Regions from separate parts of the Mus musculus genome. Here all the other regions are linked to region 3. Evidence: chromatin contacts called from public promoter capture Hi-C data. All regions are on one chromosome and are shown on one strand. Each heading gives the region's core, a stretch centred on a gene start, on an enhancer-like site or on the middle of the called end of the contact. The rest is flanking DNA. Distances are from core to core; before and after follow the strand shown. Region 1 holds the start of Flcn (folliculin). Region 2 holds the start of Guk1 (guanylate kinase 1). Region 3 holds the start of Ulk2 (unc-51 like kinase 2). Region 4 holds the start of Iba57 (IBA57 homolog, iron-sulfur cluster assembly). Region 5 holds the start of Nt5m (5',3'-nucleotidase, mitochondrial). Region 6 holds the start of Trim11 (tripartite motif-containing 11). Region 7 holds the start of H2aw (H2A.W histone).

Evidence for each region. Promoter capture Hi-C pulls out the DNA fragments that hold promoters and counts their contacts. Capture Hi-C pulls out chosen DNA fragments and counts their contacts.
Region 1: a contact with region 3 is called in a promoter capture Hi-C map of liver, with 9 times the contacts expected there. The contact joins the promoter of Flcn here to the promoter of Ulk2 in region 3. A contact is called at or near these places in 2 of 39 promoter capture datasets (both in liver).
Region 2: a promoter capture Hi-C map of pancreatic islet shows a contact between it and region 3. The contact joins the promoter of Guk1 here to the promoter of Ulk2 in region 3. A contact is called at or near these places in 1 of 39 promoter capture datasets (liver), 1 of 115 datasets of contacts at active chromatin or transcription factors (astrocytes) and 2 of 9 other capture datasets (liver and pancreatic islet).
Region 4: a contact with region 3 is called in a promoter capture Hi-C map of liver, with 5 times the contacts expected there. The contact joins the promoter of Iba57 here to the promoter of Ulk2 in region 3. A contact is called at or near these places in 2 of 39 promoter capture datasets (liver and pre-B cells).
Region 5: a contact with region 3 is called in a promoter capture Hi-C map of hippocampal neurons, with 5 times the contacts expected there. The contact joins the promoter of Nt5m here to the promoter of Ulk2 in region 3. A contact is called at or near these places in 1 of 39 promoter capture datasets (hippocampal neurons) and 1 of 115 datasets of contacts at active chromatin or transcription factors (large pre-B cells).
Region 6: a contact with region 3 is called in a promoter capture Hi-C map of pre-B cells, with 3 times the contacts expected there. The contact joins the promoter of Trim11 here to the promoter of Ulk2 in region 3. A contact is called at or near these places in 2 of 39 promoter capture datasets (liver and pre-B cells).
Region 7: a contact with region 3 is called in a promoter capture Hi-C map of liver, with 2.7 times the contacts expected there. The contact joins the promoter of H2aw here to the promoter of Ulk2 in region 3. A contact is called at or near these places in 2 of 39 promoter capture datasets (liver and pre-B cells), 1 of 115 datasets of contacts at active chromatin or transcription factors (large pre-B cells) and 1 of 9 other capture datasets (liver).

The regions. Positions count from the first base shown.
Region 1 is chr11:59,808,500-59,811,375 of GRCm38.p6, forward strand. It overlaps Flcn (folliculin), which reads right to left and starts at 1,540. Exons shown (of 13, transcript NM_146018.2): 1 at 1,161-1,540. It overlaps Gm16062 (predicted gene 16062), which reads left to right and starts at 1,581. Exons shown (of 2, transcript NR_045686.1): 1 at 1,581-1,762.
Region 2 is chr11:59,190,700-59,193,399 of GRCm38.p6, forward strand. Guk1 (guanylate kinase 1) reads right to left here and starts at 1,253. Exons shown (of 8, transcript NM_008193.3): 1 at 1,052-1,253. The coding sequence starts at 1,112.
Region 3 is chr11:61,853,747-61,856,468 of GRCm38.p6, forward strand. Ulk2 (unc-51 like kinase 2) reads right to left here and starts at 1,346. Exons shown (of 27, transcript NM_013881.4): 1 at 741-1,346. The coding sequence starts at 830.
Region 4 is chr11:59,162,375-59,165,074 of GRCm38.p6, forward strand. It overlaps Iba57 (IBA57 homolog, iron-sulfur cluster assembly), which reads right to left and starts at 1,371. Exons shown (of 3, transcript NM_173785.6): 1 at 977-1,371. The coding sequence starts at 1,317.
Region 5 is chr11:59,846,717-59,849,545 of GRCm38.p6, forward strand. It overlaps Nt5m (5',3'-nucleotidase, mitochondrial), which reads left to right and starts at 1,357. Exons shown (of 5, transcript NM_134029.2): 1 at 1,357-1,656. The coding sequence starts at 1,414. It also overlaps a transcript of Cops3 not described here.
Region 6 is chr11:58,976,832-58,979,531 of GRCm38.p6, forward strand. It overlaps Trim11 (tripartite motif-containing 11), which reads left to right and starts at 1,262. Exons shown (of 6, transcript NM_053168.2): 1 at 1,262-1,813. The coding sequence starts at 1,409.
Region 7 is chr11:58,953,269-58,955,977 of GRCm38.p6, forward strand. It overlaps H2aw (H2A.W histone), which reads left to right and starts at 1,417. Exons shown (of 1, transcript NM_178218.4): 1 at 1,417-1,924. The coding sequence starts at 1,470. The coding sequence ends at 1,862. It also overlaps the pseudogene H2bu1-ps and a transcript of Trim17 not described here.

The DNA.
Region 1 (2,876 bases), core at 290-2,789, 2.0 Mb before region 3:
CCCCTGGAAGACTGTAATGGAACCTACATGACACTCCATTCTGCAGCCACCGAGAAACCTACTACCTGAGTTTCTAATCCTTCCCAGCCCGTAACACCAACTGTCACTTATCCTCTGGAAATCCTCCTGGGCACTGGGCAACAGGCTTCTCTGACGGGATTGCATATGGCGTCTGAATTCCGGTGAGGAAGGAGCCTAGGTCTTCTGTTACTCTCCCAATCCCAATGTCTACCACATTCTTCTACCACAGGAGCCGGCTTCTGGGAGTGTGCCTAACCACCCTTTCCTAGTAACCTTTCGAGCTGAAGACAGTCTCCTCAGCGTCATACTTTGAGAGGCAGGCTGTGCATGTACGAGATTTGCTCCCGCTGTCTGAACCACAAGCCTGGCAAACGAGACCCACACCATCCTTCCCTGGTGTGCCCTAGTTTTTCCTCATCTCTATTTCTTGTCTTCTCACAGCACCAGGCCACTAAGAGTGCCTTGTAGGCAAACAAGGGGTTACAAGGATCTCCACGGAAGTCAGCAGGAGCTGTAACTGTCTCCCACAGGAAACTCACTGATCCCCCTACTACACTAGCTAGTATAGAGTGGGTAAGAAACTCAGCAGGGAACTTTATCTCCAACTTAGAACCACTCCCCTCTCTACTACTGCCAACTTCAGCAGGACTTCCTTTAAAGAGCACCCAGTCACTTGACACTAGCAGAGCAAACACTGTCACGTGCCATGTCCTCTCTACTGTTTAATGACAACTATGATAGCTCGGCACTGCCAGCAATACACTAGCTGTAGTCTTTCTCTCTGCCGGACACCATGGGTGGTACCAGGCTTCCCCACCCCCACCCCCGAGAAATGGAAATTCACCCTATACTTGCAGTAGGTCCTCCTGGCCCCCTACTGTTATGGGCCACTTGTGACCTCAACGGCGATCCACTGGCTAATCCCAGGGCTAACCATTTCTTCCAACGCATGAGGACGAGTTACCCTGTTAAGAGTGGAGAGAAATGAGGTGTCTTGCCTGCCCTGTCCTCAGACGGCCATCCTGCTAGAAAACGGAGGTTGACTGGCAGGGCGACGTCCCCAACAGTATTCAGTCAAACTAAAGCAATTACCCCAAACGGGGGGTGGAACCTGCCACCTCCCTCTCCCAGGTGTTTACCATCCGCGCTTTCCATTCAGCCCTATGGCCCAACACCAACCCAGCTGGGGCGCTTGCCGCCGTCTCCCGGATGCTGGGCCGGAACCCGCTCGCAACTGTCCTGGGGCTGTCGCCACTGTTCTGCCCCTCGGCAAGTGCTAGCCCGTTCCGCAGGCCCTTGCACTGAGCCTTAGCGCGTGACCCAGCCGGACCGAACCATCCGCAGGCCGGCAGAGGGCAGGCAACGCCAGTGACTAGCCGGAGCGAGCAGCGTTGCGTCCCCCGCAGGCGACTAGGATGTGCGGAGCCTTGCTGTGTCACGTAATGCTCCTCCAGGCAAGGAATCCAAGCCCCTCGGCCACGCGCGCCCCTCGGCGCGGCAAGTCGCCCCGCGGAAAAGCGTAGATGGTTCCGGCCGCCGAGAGAAGCCATTCTGCAGGGGTGACGTCAAAACTGACATTTCAAAAAAGTCAGAGAGAATTAGTCAGTCCATGCCCTGTCCCTACCGAAGAGGAAAGATTTGCGGAAAATTTCCTCTGGATTCTGGGAGTTCTTGGGACTCCACTCCCTGCCTGTAAAGTTGCAGATCAGAGAAACCGTCTCCCCTTCGAGAGAAGTGGAAGGTACGGACAGGTCCTGGGAGGGAGGAGGGTACAGAGCGAAGCAGGACCACGCATGTGCACGGCTCAGTCTTGCCCTGAGCCGGCCCTATCTTTGCAAACTAGCTTTCAAAACAGTTCGTGGATTGTGGGGTTGTTTTCTCTAAGCCCTGGGTTTGATTTCCCGTTTGGGGATGAGGGATGGAATATTATTTAGCTACTTAAAAATTAATTTTAAGCCGGTCAGTGGTGGCGCACGCCTTTAATCCCAGCACTTGGGAGGCAGAGGCAGGCGGATGGATTTCTGAATTCCAGGCCAGCCTGGTCTAAAGAATGAGTTCCAGGACAGCCAGGGCTACACAGAGAAACCCTGTAAAACCAAAAAGAAAGAAAGAAAAGAAAAAAAAAGGATTTTAAGGGCTGGAGAGATGGTTCAGCGGTTAAGAGCATTAACTGCTCTTCCAGAGGTCCTGAGTTCAATTCCAAACAACCACATGGTGGCTCACAACCATCTATAATGGGATCCAATGCTCTCTTCTGGTGTGCATGAAGAGAGTGACAGTGTACTCACATTTTAAAAATAATAAAAAAAAATACATCTTTTTTTAAATGAATTTTAAAGCTATTAGTGCATACCATGGGCCCTTGAAGACAGATGAGAACAGAGCTCTGGGCTTGAGCCTGTAACTAACGCTGCCAGCTGTACACAGCGGCCAGCGCTGCCAGCCTCCGCTGTGTACACGAGGACGCCCAGAATGTGGTTATCCGGAAGTGGGAAGCTTCAGATGAGTAGAAGTTGATGAGTTGGTATCTGTTTGTTTTTCAAATCACGGGGATCGGATTCCTTTCTCTCTATTTCAGCTTTCGTGTTTTGTTGGAAGAGGGAGCAGGAGGAAAAAAAATATGCAAACTTGTGTTCTATAACTTTGTTTACTGCCTGGTAAAGATTAAGGAGTGCAGGGTGGAGTTATGGTGTTAGGTATTGTCTTGTGTGTGTTTATTTTTACCAATCCGATTATTCCTGATACTGTGAGTCATCTCCTGTCCTCCACGAGGCTCTTCCCTACCCTTCTCCAAGACTAGAGCAAGCAGACAGCAGAAGAAGAAAGCAGATACCTGACAACTAGGGGTTAACAAA
Region 2 (2,700 bases), core at 3-2,502, 2.7 Mb before region 3:
AACCATCTGTAATGGGATCTGATGCCCTCTTCTGGTGTGTCTGAAGAAAGAGACAGTGTACTTATAGATAATAAATAAATCTTGAAAGAAAGAAAGAAAGAAAGAAAGAAAGAAAGAAAGAAAGAAAGAAAGAAAGAAAGAAAGAAAGAAAGAAAGAAAGAAAGAAAGGAAGGAAGGAAGACAGACACCATCACATGCAATCAGGGAGGATGGGGACAGGACAGGATGGGACAGGGAAGATTAAGTCCCAACCAGAAGAGTCAGGGATACAAGAAGCCTTGCTCATATGGCTGCCTCCCAAGAGCTCAACCCTACTCTAACTTTCCTTCTTTGTCGCCTGGGCTCTTTCCTCTCACATCCCCTTCTGCCTTTTCTTTTCCAATTACATCATGTTTCCTGGATATTTTGTGTTTGTCAAGACAGACGAGAAAGGGAAACAACTTTAGTAGTCGCTTTCATAACTAGCCTATGACCTCCTGCAAGGTGAACTGAAGGAGCACCCACAGAAACAAACTGCATTCTTCTTTCTCTCCTTGGAGCCTATCAAAGGCTGACCAGTCATTTACTTGCTTTCTCCCTCTCTCCTCAGATACCGCGGAGCTAATGTCACCTGCTCCACCTCCAGGCACCACCAGAACGAACCCCGCCCACTTCCACGTTGGATAAAACGATGCCTGAGAATAATAAGCCCAAAGGCAGATTAATATTTTTTTCTAAAACAAAACAAATCGGGACAAGCCAAATCCTAATAGTCTGCAGGGCCTGCACCATCTGCAGGCACTGAAGTCCAACGCCCGCAATGGCTCAGGAGTAAAGCCATGTGCTTGAGCCTACCCAGGACGCCGGCTGGGTAGGGAACAGAGGAAGAGCGCAGACTAGGCTCATGCTGCACCGATCTGCTGGTGGCTGGGACTCCGCGTGCCCATCCCTGTCGTTCTGGGGTCCCGAGAAACACGTTCACCCGGCATCCCCACAAGATGGAGACGGCACGCAAGGGAAATATGCTGCCACAAGTCCCACTCCGAAGACAACCAGCCACCAGCGCACTCACCGTCCGCGGGGACCCGACCCAGGGCGGCCACCGCCAGCCCGACCAGCGGGCGCCGCAGCATCAGGGACCGCCCGCAGGACTACGTCACAGCGGCGCGCCGGCCCACCGGAACACACCGGAGGGCGGCATGGCTACGCACACCGAGTACGCAAAGCACCAGCGCCGGCCACGTCCCACCTTTGCCCGCTGACATTACGTCTCCCTCGCCGGCCCCACCTACACCACATTAAATCCCGCCTTGTCACGGCCCCCAAGCGACAGCCACACCTCAGCCCAACGGGGGGGGGGGGGGCCGCGATGATGCACAGGCGCACTGCGCGGTTCTCCCCGACGACCACGCCCACTTCTCTTCGTTGTTTCTTCTCCAAACTCCGCCCTTTTCCGTACCCTCCTTTCTTTCCCTAGGCTCAAACCCTACCAATTTACAAAGACCCTGAGAGGAACACATCAGAAGTCAGCTTCGAATCCGTTTAGTTACATTTTCGGGTTAGCCGGTTAACTGTTAAATCATTTCAAGAGGCGGCTAGCACGTGCTATTTATTCTTCCAGAGGACCCAGATTCAGTTCCCAGCACTCAGGTTGGGCAGGCGCATCACCTGCACTCATGTACTCTTACCCAAACACATAGACACATACACCTAATTTTAAGTCTTTTAGTTTTTTAGATAGGGTCTTACTATGTAGTCTTGACTGTCTGGAAACTCCCAGAGAGCCATCTACCTCTACCTCCCAAATGCCGGTAATAAAAAGATGTATACCAAGGGAAGCAGAGGCAGATGGATCTTTGAGTTCAAGGCCAGCCTTGTCTACAGTGCAAGTTCCAGGACAGCCAGGGTACACAGAAAAACCCCATCTCAAACAAAAGTATGTACTATTGTGGCTCCCCAAAGTATTTTTTAAATAAGTTACTTCAAGAAACTGGAAGGCAGGGGCTGGTGAGATGGTTCAGTGGGTAAGAGCACCGGACTGCTCTTCCGAAGGTCAGGAGTTCAAATCCCAGCAACCACATGGTGGCTCACAACCATCCGTATCGAGATCTGACTCCCTCTTCTGGAGTGTCTGAGGACAGCTACAGTGTACTTACAATAAATAAATAAATAAATAAATAAATAAATAAATAAATAAATAAATAAATAAATAAACAAACAAACAAATAAATCTTAAACAAAAAAGAAAAAAGAAAGAAAGAAACGGGAAGGCAAAGATCTCAGAGAATGCTGAAGTTGTCTTTAATTCAGGAGATAAAAGAAAAATAAGCCCAATGTGGTGGCACACACCTTTAATGTCAGCACTTGGAAGTAGAGGTAGGCCGACCTTTAGAACATTCAGGACAGGTTCCATTTACATAGTTAGCTCTAGGCCAATCAAGGTTACATAGGGAGACCCTGTCTTAAATAAAACAAACTTATTAAAGAATTGCAGTAAAGTGGGCAGCACAGTTGAGTTAAGTATCAGTTCTTTCCAAAAGCTTTTTTTGGAGAGAAGTCCTGAGCTTCGAGGTGATCTAGAGGGGCAGTGAAGGAAGTGCACATGAGATTCCTTGGAAAATGTACTGACTTTATAAGAAATATCTTTGCCTAATTTTACTCTTAAAAATATTACACAGGGGGCTGGAGAGATGGCTTAGGGGTTAAGAGCGCCGAGTGCTC
Region 3 (2,722 bases), core at 96-2,595:
TTTTTAATAGGCACTCTTGAAACAAACAGAATAACCAAAGCTTTTTTTTTTTTTTTTAATTACTTCCAGTCTCAATGTGCCTTCTCAAATTCTTTAGATTCTATAACCTCGTGTGACCTATTTGCGAAACAGTGGCTTGGAAAAAACAAAGAAACAACAAAAAAAAAAACCCAAACAACTGAGGTTTGAACTTGCATCTACGTTGTATTATTAGGTTAGGGTCCAACTACCTTTGTCACTTATTTCCTCTAACTCAAAAAGGGGAGGGATACTACAAAGCTCCCCCAGACACAGAGGAACGTGATAGTCTGAGAAAGCTTCAGACTAACGGGAAACGCGCCCGTTTTCCGCTGGGTGTGCAATTATCCACGGTAAAGGTGACAAGCTCCGGAAAGCCCGGGGCAGGGAGAAGGGACAAAGGTCCACCGACCCATAGTATGGACAAGCACATTACACTGTGCAAACACTGGAGTCCTAGTCGCTTCGGGACCAGTGGCTTCTCTGAGCAGCAAGTCCCCGGGCGCACCTCGGTTACCCAGCACACTGTCAGGGAAGAACATCAGTGGCTCTGCGCCCGTCGGTAGGTGGAGCTCAGCCTAGCGGCTCTGGCCTCCAAAACAAACCCTGCGACAGTGACAGCAAGCACAAAGGCAGGCAGGCCCGGGGAGCCCTGCCCAGCGGCCAGGACCGGGGCGCTGGCTCCCCAGTTTCGCACCAGACAACGGGCCGGCGGCGCTCACCTGGCGGTGCCGCCCCCGGAAGACCACAGCGAAGGCCCCGTGTCCCACGAGGTCCCGCTTGCAGTACTCGAAGTCGCCCACCACCTCCATGGCCGCGCCCCCGGGACATAGAGCGCTAGGGTGGGCAGGCGTGGCGGAGAACCGGGATCAGCACCGCGGGCCCGAGGGCCCCAAGCACGCCCGCGGGCGGCGGGACAGGGGCAGCCACGGCCCCGGGCCCGGATGGACACTCATGCCGAGAGGCCGGAGCGGAAACGGGACGGGCCGCCGCGCGGAGCCGGGGTCAGCGAGGCCTGGGCCCGGTCGCTTCTCATGGCCCGGGCCGCCGTCGGCCGCGGGGCTCTAGCCAAGCGGCCTGGGCACTGCCCGGCCGAGGGCACCGCCGCCGTCACTGGGCGTACCCGGAGCTACCCGCGCGCCTGACAGCGGTGCAGGGCCGGGGCCGCGCCATCCCCGCAGGTGCGGCTGCCTCCGCTTGTTGCGCCCGCGGCGCTGCTGTGTAGCGGCCGCCGCCCTGGAACCCGCACAGCCGCGGTGGCGGCTTCTGCCTGCTTCGCGGGAGCGCCCAACGCACGCGCGCGCGCCGGCCGCTCCGCGCCGACTACCGGCCCTGTGCGACGTCAGCGCGTCTTGTAGGACGATGCGCCCCAGTCCTGCTCCCTCCGCCGAGAAAAGGAGTGCGCACCCCGGGACGCGGCGCCAGGCACCGGGGCGAGTCTGCAGTCACTGGAGCGAGTTGGCGAGCAGGGGTGTGGGGAGGAGGCCGCGGCTGCTTAGGAACGGGCGGCGGGCTCGGCTCCGCTCGGCTCGGCGCCCGCGGCTAGCTAGAGCCCGCCACGCCCTGACCTGAAGCCACCCTCTAAGAGGCGGATCTTGAACTCCGGCCCCGGGAGTCGCTGAGGCGGTGCAGACACTGGAGACAAAAACTCCGGGAGCTGCCTTTCAAATCCAGACCGCAAACTGCTAGACAACCCACCTAAGGGATAGGGTCTGACTGGAACCTGCGCCTTCTGGGGGTCTCTAGACTTCTGAGGGAGGCTCAGAACCTCCTTTCTAAGGAGGCGCTTCATCACACCAGTCAACTACCAGTTTGCCTCGGGCTTTTTTTTTTCCTCGGATTGTTTAGGTGAAAAATGATAGTCAACTTTTGCTCAAGAAAGCATTACAAAGCCATGGTAAACAATATGTGTGACCCCATACCTAAGTGTGTGTTCAGGTTTGGGGATGTTGCTGTCAATTTCATCGCCTGCCCCTGAAACAACTCCTCTCACCTCTCTCACTTCTCTCACCTCTCCCTCTCTGTCTCTGTCTCTCTCTCCTCTCTTCTTCCTCCTCCTCCCCTCCCCCCTCTGATTTTACTTTTATGTGTATGGGTGTTTTGCCTGCATATATGTGCACCACGAGTGCACCTAGTGCCTGCAGAGGCCAGACCAGGGTGTCGATCTGAAACTGCAATTACAGATAGCTATGAGCCACAATGTAGGTACTAGGAATCAAACCTGAGTCCTCTGGAAGACTAGCCAGTGCTCTTAACCACTGAGCCGTATCTCCAGCCAGCCCTCTGGAACTCATCTTGACAAACAGGTAGAAGCCCTAAAAACCTTCAGCTTTGAGACAGGTCAGGAATCTGAAAGCAATGTCTCTAGTCCATTTTCTTTTCCTAAAAAAAGAATACCACAGACTCAGTAAGTCCATTTTCCATTGCTAGAACAAAATGCCCCAGGCTTGGCACCTTATAAAGAAATGAGATTTATGCAGCTCACAGTTTTGGAGGCTGACACCCCAAACAGCAAAGCACCAGCTCTGACAAGGAGCTCATGAAAAAAGGCTTCACAAGGGACTATGGGACAGAAAGAGATCACAGGGCAAAGAAACCAGAGACTGAGAAGGGACCAGTGTTACGACTGTATAACAACTCACTTTTGAAAGAACCCGTATCACAGTCTCTCAATTCAACTTACTTCTTGCCACACGGAGGACCA
Region 4 (2,700 bases), core at 121-2,620, 2.7 Mb before region 3:
GAAGCACATCACTGTGGCCTTTCAGCACCTGGAGACAGGCACTCTAGATTTCCCCCCACAGAATGCAGACAACTACTGGATAGTGGTGCCATGGCTGTCAATTCTCATCCACCACTCTCATCCTGGAATAGCTACCCTCAGGGGTTCAGGAACTGTTCTCCAGATATGAGGATTCCCCATATACTCCCAATGAGCATCTAGGGGCTACTGAAGAGGCTCACCAAAAACCAACTTGGAAAGACACCGGGTAGCTGAGACAGGCAGCCAGGCCTGGACTTTGGTAGGAGTCAAGGGACAGCTCAGGGACAGGATAGGGAGGGCGGGTCTTCACATGCCTACTAGACAATGCTGAGACTTCACGACTTAGATCCTATAAAGGTGAGCAGCTGAAGACTCAATGCTATAGACGCAGGCCCTGCCCAGACTGGCCAGCAAACACTATTTACAGTCACAGTCAGGTCTGCTGTATAGATAATGAGACCATACAGGCAAACAGCTGGCACTGCAAAGAGGAACCAGAAATAAGGGAAAAACTGGATTCTCAGAACACTGGGACAATCTGTCACTGTGGAGAGGCTGTGCAGAGAGTGGCTTTTTGAATAAAGTCCCACGAACCAGCGAAATCTTTCTAAGAAGTGAGGAGGGAGGGACAAAGCTGAAGCACCCATCTTGAAAATAACTCCAGAAGCTTCTGACTTGACTGGTTGGGGTCCCAGGCACAACGCTCTGTGCAAGTAACTAGCGCAACCTGGATGCCTTCCATGGGACATCCGCCTCTAGGTGACCCCTTCCCTAAGTCTAGATTGTCCTCAGAAAGTCATTTCCAGAATAATCTAATTATGCCTCTTCCCAAGGGTGTCTAGCCAGTATTCCCTAGAAATCTTATCCTGGACATCCTTCCTGGGATTCTGGAGGTCTGCTCCCTCAGCACTCTAACGACCCTACTGCCCCGCCCTGCTGCCCCGCCCAAGCTCACCCATACAGAATGACGTCATAGAGCGTGCGTCCCTGCACATTCAGGAAATGGGCATACGCCGCACGCGCAGAGGGCTGAGCCGCGCCGGTCGGAGGCCCCGAAAGCGGCAGCTCATTGGTCGATAGTCCCAACAGGAAGGGTGCAGCGTCCGGGCCGCGCACGCGCACTAAGGCGCGCCCGTCCAGCCGGAAGCAAGTCCAGGCCACACCGTCCGCGGGGTTGCTGCCAAGAAGGCCAAAGCCACGGGCTAGGCAGTGACTCGCGGTCCCGCTCAGCCGCCAGTGCCAAGCTGGGCTTCTGCGCCCCACAGCCGCGCCCCGAAGCAGCGCCACCGCTGCCATCTTGGGCGCTAAGTGAAGGCGGGCACCACAGCGGCCCCGGGCGGCGGCGGCGGCGGCGGCGGCTGGCGACGCGCGTGCGTGGGGGGGAAAGTGGGCGGGACCTCAGCCAGTGGATGGGTGCGCAAGCCCAGATAAACACCAAGGCTAGAGCCACCCGGTGACCCTTTCCTTAGTTGGCTCCTGGTCAAACCGCTTGTGGTCGTGGTAAATAAGTAAACATGAAATCTGCCATCTTACCTCGGTCCTGGTGTGCAATCCCAGCCAGCCTCTCGGGGGGCAGAGGCAGGAGGATGCGTGTTCAAGACCTGCCTGTGCAACTTAAAATGAATATCCTGTCTCCGAATAAAAAGTTGAAGATAGATAGCTCAGTGGTAGAGCATTTCCTAGCAGGCAGGAAGCCATGGTTCCCATCCCCAGTACTGCCCAGAAAAAAAGGAGGAAAAAAGTTAGGCATTTCCTTGTTCACGGTTAAATACGAACAGTATAAAATGTATTATCTTCACCACTGTTACTTTGTTATTGCTATACTAAACATGACCAAAAGCAACTTGGGAAGAAAAGGGGTTCACTTCATTTGAAAACTCTCAGGTCACACCCACTTACAGAGAGAACTCAGGGCAGGAACTGAAGCAGAAGCCCTGGAAGAGGGCTCTTACCGGCCAGCTTCTGATGGCTTGTCCAGCCTGCTTTTTGATACGACCCAGGAGCACCTGTCCACAGTGAGCTGGGCCCTCTCACATCAGTCATTGATGTGATATAAGCCAAGACCTGTTTAGAGGCCAAGCTTATGGAGGCGTTTTCTGAATCTTCCCAGATATCGCTAGGCTTGTGGCAAGTTGATGAAAGCCAGCCAGCGAGACCACTTTTAGTGCATTTATATCGGCATTGTTCAAACGGCTGCGCAGCCCTCACTATCATCCAACTCCAGAACTTTTTATCTCCCAATCATCCAACTCCAGAACGTTGACTCCTCCCAGAACACACACTCAGCCGCTGGTGCCCACAGTTGGCTTTCTGCCCTTGTGGGTTGGAAGCCTCTGAGAACCAGTGCCTGTCCTCTTGCACCTGGCTCTCTTCATGGAGCACCCATCCTCAGTATAGCACGTATCAGAATTCCCTTCCCTTTTTAAGAATTGTATTTTATAGCTGGGCATGGTGGCACACACCTTTAATCCCAGCACTTGGGAGACAGAGGCAGGTGGATTTCTGAGTTTGAGGCCAGCCTGGTCTACAGAGTGAGTTCCAGGACAGCCAGGGCTATACAGAGAAATCCTGTATCGAAAAAAAATTTTTTTATTACGGTAATGCCTACCTTTCCCTATGTGCTGAGCTGGCAACGGGTACTTGGGAGGTCTCCAATTCTTGGAGCCAGGAAAAGTGTTG
Region 5 (2,829 bases), core at 107-2,606, 2.0 Mb before region 3:
GCGAATCGGGCGTCCACAATAGTCACAAAGCTTTTACTGAGTCAGTGCCTCTAGATTCTTGTCTCATGAACTTAGAGAATGAAGTTCATAGATGACAAGGAGGGTGAGTTTCTTTAAAGATATTTATTTTTCCTGAATGTATGTATGGGTATAACACACTTGCCTGGTGCCTGAGGGGGCCAGAAGAAGGTGTTGAATCTCCAGAAACTGAAGCTACAGACTGTTGTGAGCACTGTCTCTCTTCCATGTTAGCATGTCTATCAGTGGTGGTTCCTTGTTGTGGTCTTATTTAGGCAGCCATATTATTATGGAAGTTTTTCTGTCATTTCCAGAAAACATAATCTCACAACAGATTGTCTGGTCCTCCCATGTAACTTGCTTGGCCTTTTGGGACATGAGCTTTCTAGCTTTGTCTTTATCTTTCTTATTTTGGAAACATCCAGCCATCCCTCTTCTCTTTAGGACAGAGTCTTTTTAAAAAATCTTTACAAACATCCTGTGTATCCGTCTGTCTCTCTTTCCCTCCCTCCCTCCCTCCCTCTCTCTCTCTCTCTCCCCACGTTTTGGCAATATGTATGTCTGTGCACCACATGTGCCCATGGAGGCCAGCAGAGGGTGCTGTATGCATCCCCTGTGTTCAGAGTTGAGAGGATTGTGAGCAGCCAGCAGGGTGCTGGGAATCTAGATCAGGAAGGACCAAGATTTAACATACAGAGACCTTTCTTTACCAAAAATACCTTCATGTTTGCATCCTTTAAAATATTTTTTCTACCTACTAATTCCTTTTTTTTTAATAACATGAAGCACAGTAACAAATTTACAGACATATTTGGAGATTCACTATTGAATCCAGTGATGTTAGGATGGACACAGAGCATCTGTTTTTTTTAGAACCTTTATAGATTTGAAGGTTACACCTCTGATAGCTTTAAATTTTATAAGGTTATGGTTGCAAACATTCAGCATCTATGAACAAAGAGGATCACACACAGCAGGTGTATCTGCCTTTACCTGTACCTAAAACCTGAAATCCTCCCTGTCTATACTTGGGAATGACAAGCTGTTTAAAAACCTGTACCCATAATCCGGGATGGCTGGAACTTTGTTGGGCTCAGAGCTCAACGAAGTAAGCGCTCAATAAATACCTAAGGATTTGTTCCTCCGGTGGTGAGCTCCTCCATCCACCACTGCCTCAGTAGGAAGAGTGCTCCAGTCTGGCTTTCACAGGCGGCTGTAACCTGGGACTGGATGTCCCAGGGCGATCAGCACCCACGTCGCGCTCACCTTCTCTGGGCGCATGTCCCTTTAAGGGCGGCGGGGCTGCGCGCCGGCCTCGCTCTGGGCCGGAGCCTGCGCGTCCGTGTCCGCGGTGGAGGCTGCGTCTGCCGCGGGCCCCGGGCGAGGAGCGGGGCGATGCATAGGCTGCGCGGCTGCTGTGCGCGTCCCCGCGGTGCCCCGCTACGGGCCGAGCGGAGCCGGGCGAGCAGCCGCGCCCTGCGGGTGCTGGTGGACATGGACGGCGTGCTGGCGGACTTTGAGGGCGGCTTCCTCCGGAAGTTCCGCGCGCGTTTCCCCGACCTGCCCTTCGTGGCGCTGGAGGACCGGCGCGGCTTCTGGGTGTCGGAGCAGTACGGACGGCTACAGCCTGGGCTAAGCGTGAGCACCAGCCGGCCCCGCAGCCGTGCCCCGCGGGGAGGGGAAACTGAGGCCGCAGCTGTCCAGCCCCAAGCCAGCTCGACTCCTCCAATGACCTTTGGCGGGTTCTTTGGTACCACACGGATCCTGGGAGGACTAGGGCTACAGGGCTAGAGGGACCAACCATTCAGCTGTTGCTGGGTTTCCAGCTATCTCCTTAATCCCCCTTCCCAGCTGGACTCCCTTTTCCCCTCTCTTCCTCTCTCCTGCCGCTGCCCTTCAGTATCCACTTCTTCTAAATATTGGAGATTGAACCCAGACCTCTGTAGACTAGACAGGCTCCCAACCACTGACCTACATCTCCCATCCTCTTACTTTGTACTTTGTCCTTCATTCTCACTAGCTTCCCTAGGCTGCCCTTGAACTAATTCACTGTGTAGCCTAGGGAGGCCTAAATTTTTGATCCTCCTGTTTTATAGTCTCTCAAGAAGCTGAGACTGCAAGCCATGCTGGGCTTGAATTTTAAATTCTTGGTGTGTTTGGCCTCAGATAATTGGTTACATTAAAAACAAACAAAAACAAAAAACAAAACCGAGCATTCTCAGTCTCTTACCCAGACATGGCTATCCCTCCCAATGAAATTGACAGGAGTGTCTTTGCCATCCTCTTTTACCCCATGGAAGCATAACTTTGAGTGATACTGTATGCTAGAGAATGTGACTTGCAGAGTGTCACATGGGGAGTCGGACTGGGAAGAGTGAAACTTCCCTCTTGACCAGTGTAAGGTTTTTGGTAAGACCTTGGGCACCACTCCCCCAACCTTCCCATCCCTCATGGCTAGACAGAGATCCAGGCTTTTTGGTAAAGTGTAATTTGGAGACTTAAACTATTCTATGAAAGGAATAGGGGGATTTGCTCAGCATAAACTTAGAAACTCCAGCGTTTCTCACTTGGTTGTCTAGGGGCTATAGTGCTTGATGGTCAGAGGAGTGTTTTTTGTTTTTGTTTTTTAACTTATCAGGTTTGTAACATCTCGTTCTTCACAGTCTTCCAGGACTGAAGGCAGTGAGGTCATGAAGAAAAAGACACACAGAGAGCTGGGCTCTTTTCTGGAGAAACCACAGCACTCTTGGAAGCCCAGGGTGTTTGTAGGGATCAACAGAAAGGCGGGTGTATACGGATGGGCAGGGATGG
Region 6 (2,700 bases), core at 12-2,511, 2.9 Mb before region 3:
AAAATTATACAGACTCTAGATGCCCTGTGCCACTGAGTTCTTTCCATTTTTATCATAGAAGATATTTTCCCTTTAATCTCTATCTCCTTAAAAACTTCGATTTACCAACTTAAACTATATTTGTCTACGATGTTTTATATTTAGTCTCTTTCCTCTTTTATTGTTTTCAAACTTAATACCTTACCGGTTCAGAAGTTTGGGGCTTTTTAGTCCCATAGCCGCTGCGGGAAAATGTTCCTTTTGTTCTTTAGTGCGTCTGCAGGCTCCACAGACCAGCAAGTGTCTACGGTGGCTAACTTCAACCCCTCAGCTCAGTTCAGGAGGCTGCCCCCATTGTTTCCATCTTTCTGCAGGCCCTTCCGACCTGCTGCTCGAGAATGGCTTTAGGTCTTTACCTGCAGCCACCGGCTGAAAGCCAGGCCTATGTGCCCCAGCTCTGGATCGCAAACTGCGCTTGGTTCGTGCAGCTCTGAGAAGCTGCTCGCCTGCGGGCCACGCCAGAGGCTCGTGGCCGGCCGCTGCCTGACTCAGCAGCCGCGGGAGTGCTAGACCCGGGCCGCTGCAGACGCAGGCTGGAGTGCGTTCCGGCTCGCTACCCAGTTGCTTATAGACGGCCGCTCAAGCGCTCAGCCCGCCGCTACGGGAAATCTTACGGGAGAGAAGCCGTGCCTGGCTTTCTAGTTTAGCACTCGCTGTCCACAACTTTTCTAAGTTGCTGGCCCCAGCAACGTCAGATACACTCGCGGCAGAAGTTGTGGCCGCAGACGGTCACCACCATAAGCTTTGACTGTTTCCTGATTCGTGCATAATCATCCCGTTATTCTAAGTTCTGCCACACGTGGCTGGTTACCTGGTTCTCAGTTTTTGCTGCTATCTCCATCAGCGTTCTGGGGCCAAACTTGCGTCGGTGTCGATCCCGGCATCCACCCCGGCCCCTCTCTTTTCCAGGCATCACACCTTCTAATTTCCTGCCTAAGCTCACTGGCCATTGTATTGACCGGAGAAAGGTTTACACAGTGCACAAGAGATTAGCTACAGAACCCATGGCCAAAGTTTGCAGCATCCGGATCTTGGGGTGCGGGGACACCACCTGCGGAGACTTGTCACCGCAAGAGAGGCGAAAATGCGATCTCTTGCACTATAATTCGATTCCGACCCCGAGCCCCGATACACAGCGGCCAACCCAAGAACAAACGGGTTCTAAAAAATAATAAAAACTAGCTTCCTGCTTCCGCTGTGGTTTCTCTTCCGGCGGAAGTCTGAGAGCTTAGTGCCGGATGTACCCACTACCCAGGAGGCTGAGAGTGCCGCTACCTGCTCCTGGCCCGTTCCCACTGCGCTCTCGCGGCGGAGTTGCCCGATCCCGGTGCACCACGAAAAGCTCGATCCAGGCGCAGACGCCAGCACCATGGCTGCCCCAGACTTGTCCACCAACCTCCAGGAGGAGGCCACCTGCGCCATCTGCCTGGATTACTTCACCGACCCGGTGATGACCGACTGCGGCCACAACTTCTGCCGCGAGTGCATCCGACGTTGCTGGGGCCAGCCCGAGGGCCCATACGCGTGCCCCGAGTGTCGCGAGCTGTCGGCGCAGAGGAACCTACGGCCCAACCGCCCGCTCGCCAAAATGGCAGAAATGGCACGACGCCTGCACCCGCCTTCTCCGGTCCCGCAGGGCGTCTGTGCGGCGCACCGCGAGCCGCTGACCACCTTCTGCGGCGACGACCTCAGCCTGCTGTGCCCCATCTGCGAGCGTTCGGAGCACTGGACTCACCGGGTGAGACCGCTGCAGGAGGCGGCGGACGACCTCAAGGTGCGTTCCATTGGGTGCAGCCGGCCAGTGCCCGGTGCGAAGGGATGTCCCGTTACTGCCCTGCCCTGAGTTGAGGAAGTGTGAGTTACAGTTAACTTGATCCTGTGACGGGGTCGGGATTGTAGCCTGTCTTATTCCAGGATGAGATGCACGTGCATTCTGGGGAAAACCGGGTGTTGGTAGTCAGTCCAGACTCAGCTTGGAGAGCTTGTGAAGGGGCCCGCTGTCAGATCAACAGTTTGGCCTGTGTCAGAGTTGATACTCTGCCAGTGTGTCCCCATCACTGCATGAACTTGGGTGACCAGAATAAACCAGGCACCAAGTCTCCTTTACTTTGGACTTTAGCACAAAGGTGAACTTATAAACTTATAAACTTAAAAAGCTTATAAACAGAGATCGTCCCAGTAATTTTTCATTTCGTTTCGTCCATACCCGGTTTACCGATGATTGGTTGGCAGGTTTACCCCCCTGCCACCAAACCCCTTAATGGTGCTGAAAGAGACCCACATCTCTCCACGAATGACATGATAAGCCCTGAAGGGACAACACTAAAGCTGCTCTATTGCCAAAAAAGAAAACCTTTGTCCTCTGTCCTGTTAAGTTCACTGTCTGAACAACAGACAAGACAGATCAGCTTAAGTAACACTAAGTTTCTCTTGCATAGGGGTTCACACAAGAAAAGAGAAAGAAAAGCTCAGAGAAGCAGTTACCCTTAGGCCTTTTATCCCAAAAGGTGTGGAGTTACCAGAAAGAGACCTTGTGAAATAGGAAATGATTGTGAAATAGGAGGCTGATGGCAGAGAGGGTGTCTCCCTCCTGCAGAATGGATGCTCTGTCTTGCGTACGCTTAGGTATCTGTGGCTGTTCAGCACAGGAGCAGGTTTGGG
Region 7 (2,709 bases), core at 167-2,666, 2.9 Mb before region 3:
AGTGGGTGGGTTGGTGAGCAGGGGAAGGAGGAGGAAATAGGGTGTTTTCGGAGGGGAAACCAGAAAGGGAGATAGGATTTGAAATGTAAATAAAGAAAATATCTAATAAAAAAATTTTTAATGACGTTCTCCAAATAAATGCTGAGTGTGGATTATTCTTTTACTAATGCTTCACAGAAAATTATGCAGCTTTAGGGGAACAACTCTTGCTCAAAACAACGGAACTCTTTCCCACCTCCCATCCCCTAACCACTGAAACTGCTTGCTGGCAGCTCAGGCTAATTACATCCTAGCTCCTGCACACAGGCTTTGCGGTGTGCCGCCCCTCCCCCCGCCCCGTTTCCAGCATACTGCTAGTGCAGGGTTTATTGACATGATATAATGTCAGAATAGTTTTCAGGGGCTAAAGACGCCTCTCTATTCCAGAAAAGGATGGAAAGGGTGCTAAAGGGAACACAGATTCAGAGGCCACCAAGGGGGCCCACATCCAGAATACCACCTCACTGTGACCTCGCCCACCGAAACTTCAGGCTTGGGGAGAGGACTCACGCCCCTTGCCTGCTCCTGCAGCTGTCGTTCACACTCTACGCTTAGGAAGGGCAAAGCAGCCATACCCCCACATTTCTCGCTCAAAAATCGGACTTGGCCGCACCCAGTGTCAGGGAACGCCTCGGGCGCGTGGCAATCGTCAGTGGCCCGCACTGTGTTCAAGACCCTTTTAACGACTGTATGGGTGGCTCTGAAAAGAGCCTTTGAATTGAGGGCACCCTCGCCGCGCCTCACTTGGAGCTGGTGTATTTGGTGACTGCCTTGGTGCCCTCGGACACAGCATGCTTGGCCAGCTCCCCGGGCAGCAGCAGGCGCACGGCTGTCTGCACCTCGCGGGACGTGATGGTCGAGCGCTTGTTGTAATGCGCCAGGCGGGAGGCCTCGCTGGCGATGCGCTCGAAGATGTCATTGACGAACGAGTTCATGATGCCCATGGCCTTAGACGAGATGCCGGTGTCCGGATGCACCTGCTTCAGCACCTTGTACACGTAGATGGAGTAGCTCTCCTTGCGGCCCCGTTTGCGTTTCTTGCCATCCTTTTTCTGCGCCTTGGTGACCGCCTTTTTGGAGCCTTTCTTGGGGGCTGGAGCTGATTTGGATGGATCAGGCATAATGTCTAGTTGTACTACGGAAACGCGGACGCCCCTGTAGCAAGAATATTTGTATGCCTTGCATTCAAATGAAGGATCAGGCATCACTCCCTTTGATTGAATACAATTTTACATTACGTCATCGCGGGGTAAGGCATATGCAAATTAGGAAGGCTCCGCGTTCTTTTCTGATTGGTTCTTGTTGGCATCCAATAGGAAGGTGCAGTCTAGCCTCCCTCCTGATCATATATAAGAGCTTGCTGGCGCTTACGAATTCGTTTTCGCTAGGTTTCTTTTCTGTTTTTGCGTACTTTTGGTTATCAGTGGAAGATGTCTGGTCGTGGCAAGCAGGGCGGCAAAGCTCGTGCAAAAGCGAAGTCTCGTTCTTCCCGTGCCGGCCTGCAGTTTCCAGTGGGCCGTGTGCACCGCCTTCTCCGTAAGGGTAATTATTCGGAGCGGGTCGGCGCTGGTGCCCCGGTGTACCTGGCGGCTGTGCTAGAATATCTGACTGCTGAGATCCTGGAATTGGCTGGTAATGCGGCCCGCGACAATAAGAAGACGCGAATCATCCCGCGCCACCTGCAGTTGGCCATCCGCAACGACGAGGAGCTCAACAAGCTGCTGGGCCGCGTGACCATCGCGCAGGGCGGCGTCCTGCCCAACATCCAGGCCGTGCTACTGCCCAAGAAGACCGAGAGCCACCACAAGGCCAAGGGCAAGTGAGGCCCCTACCGGTCGTTAGTGCGACTTTTACAGACACCAAAGGCTCTTTTCAGAGCCACCCACAACCTCATTAGAAAGCGCTGTACACTGAGCCTGTCGCCAGTTACTGGCCAGGCCAGTTCTCCTGACTCCTTCCGTGCATTCCTGCATCCCTGTGCGGCGCTTGGGGAGCTCAAGGGAGACCAACGGCTTCATCTGCGGGTGGCCTGCGGGCCGTTGGAGGCGTTCGAGTTTCTCCCCACCACTCCGTGTCAGACACAAGGTTGCAGTTAACGTTCGTGTTTGGACATTAAGGGGATACTTAATAATAGAAATTAGTATAAGGTTCTGGTTTAGATGCTAGTGTTTCTATTGAAACTGGGTTAAATTGACATGTTCAAGTCTTCCAGTTAGGACGGGGTTTTCAAAGGTTTCTGAGGGGAGACTTGGTATTTCAAATCTACTTGTTTATATAAATGTTCTGTTACAAGGCGATTTACAACTTTGGAGTTTTGCTGGTTTCCTTTGTGGGGGTGGGGAGCCGGTCTCTAGGCTGCTTCAGCCTGCTTAGTGGTAGGATTACAGATGAGCATGGTGGTCCTGCAGGCCTTTGGAACTGGTTAATCGGATCCACTTAAGTAGCTTAACCTTGGGGAGCAAAGTGATTTGTCAGGTTCTGGTTAAACTAGGTGTGAGAGTACAGCAGTGTCCTTTGTCATAAAGTTTAAAGCAGCATCATACTAAGGACATGCTTTTATAGATGATTGTGACTTCTTTAAGCAGCATGACGAATGGTTGAGTTACAGGTAAATCAGGAGCGTGGTTGGGAAAGGGAGAGGAGGGGGTTAAATGAGTTACCTTTAAATCG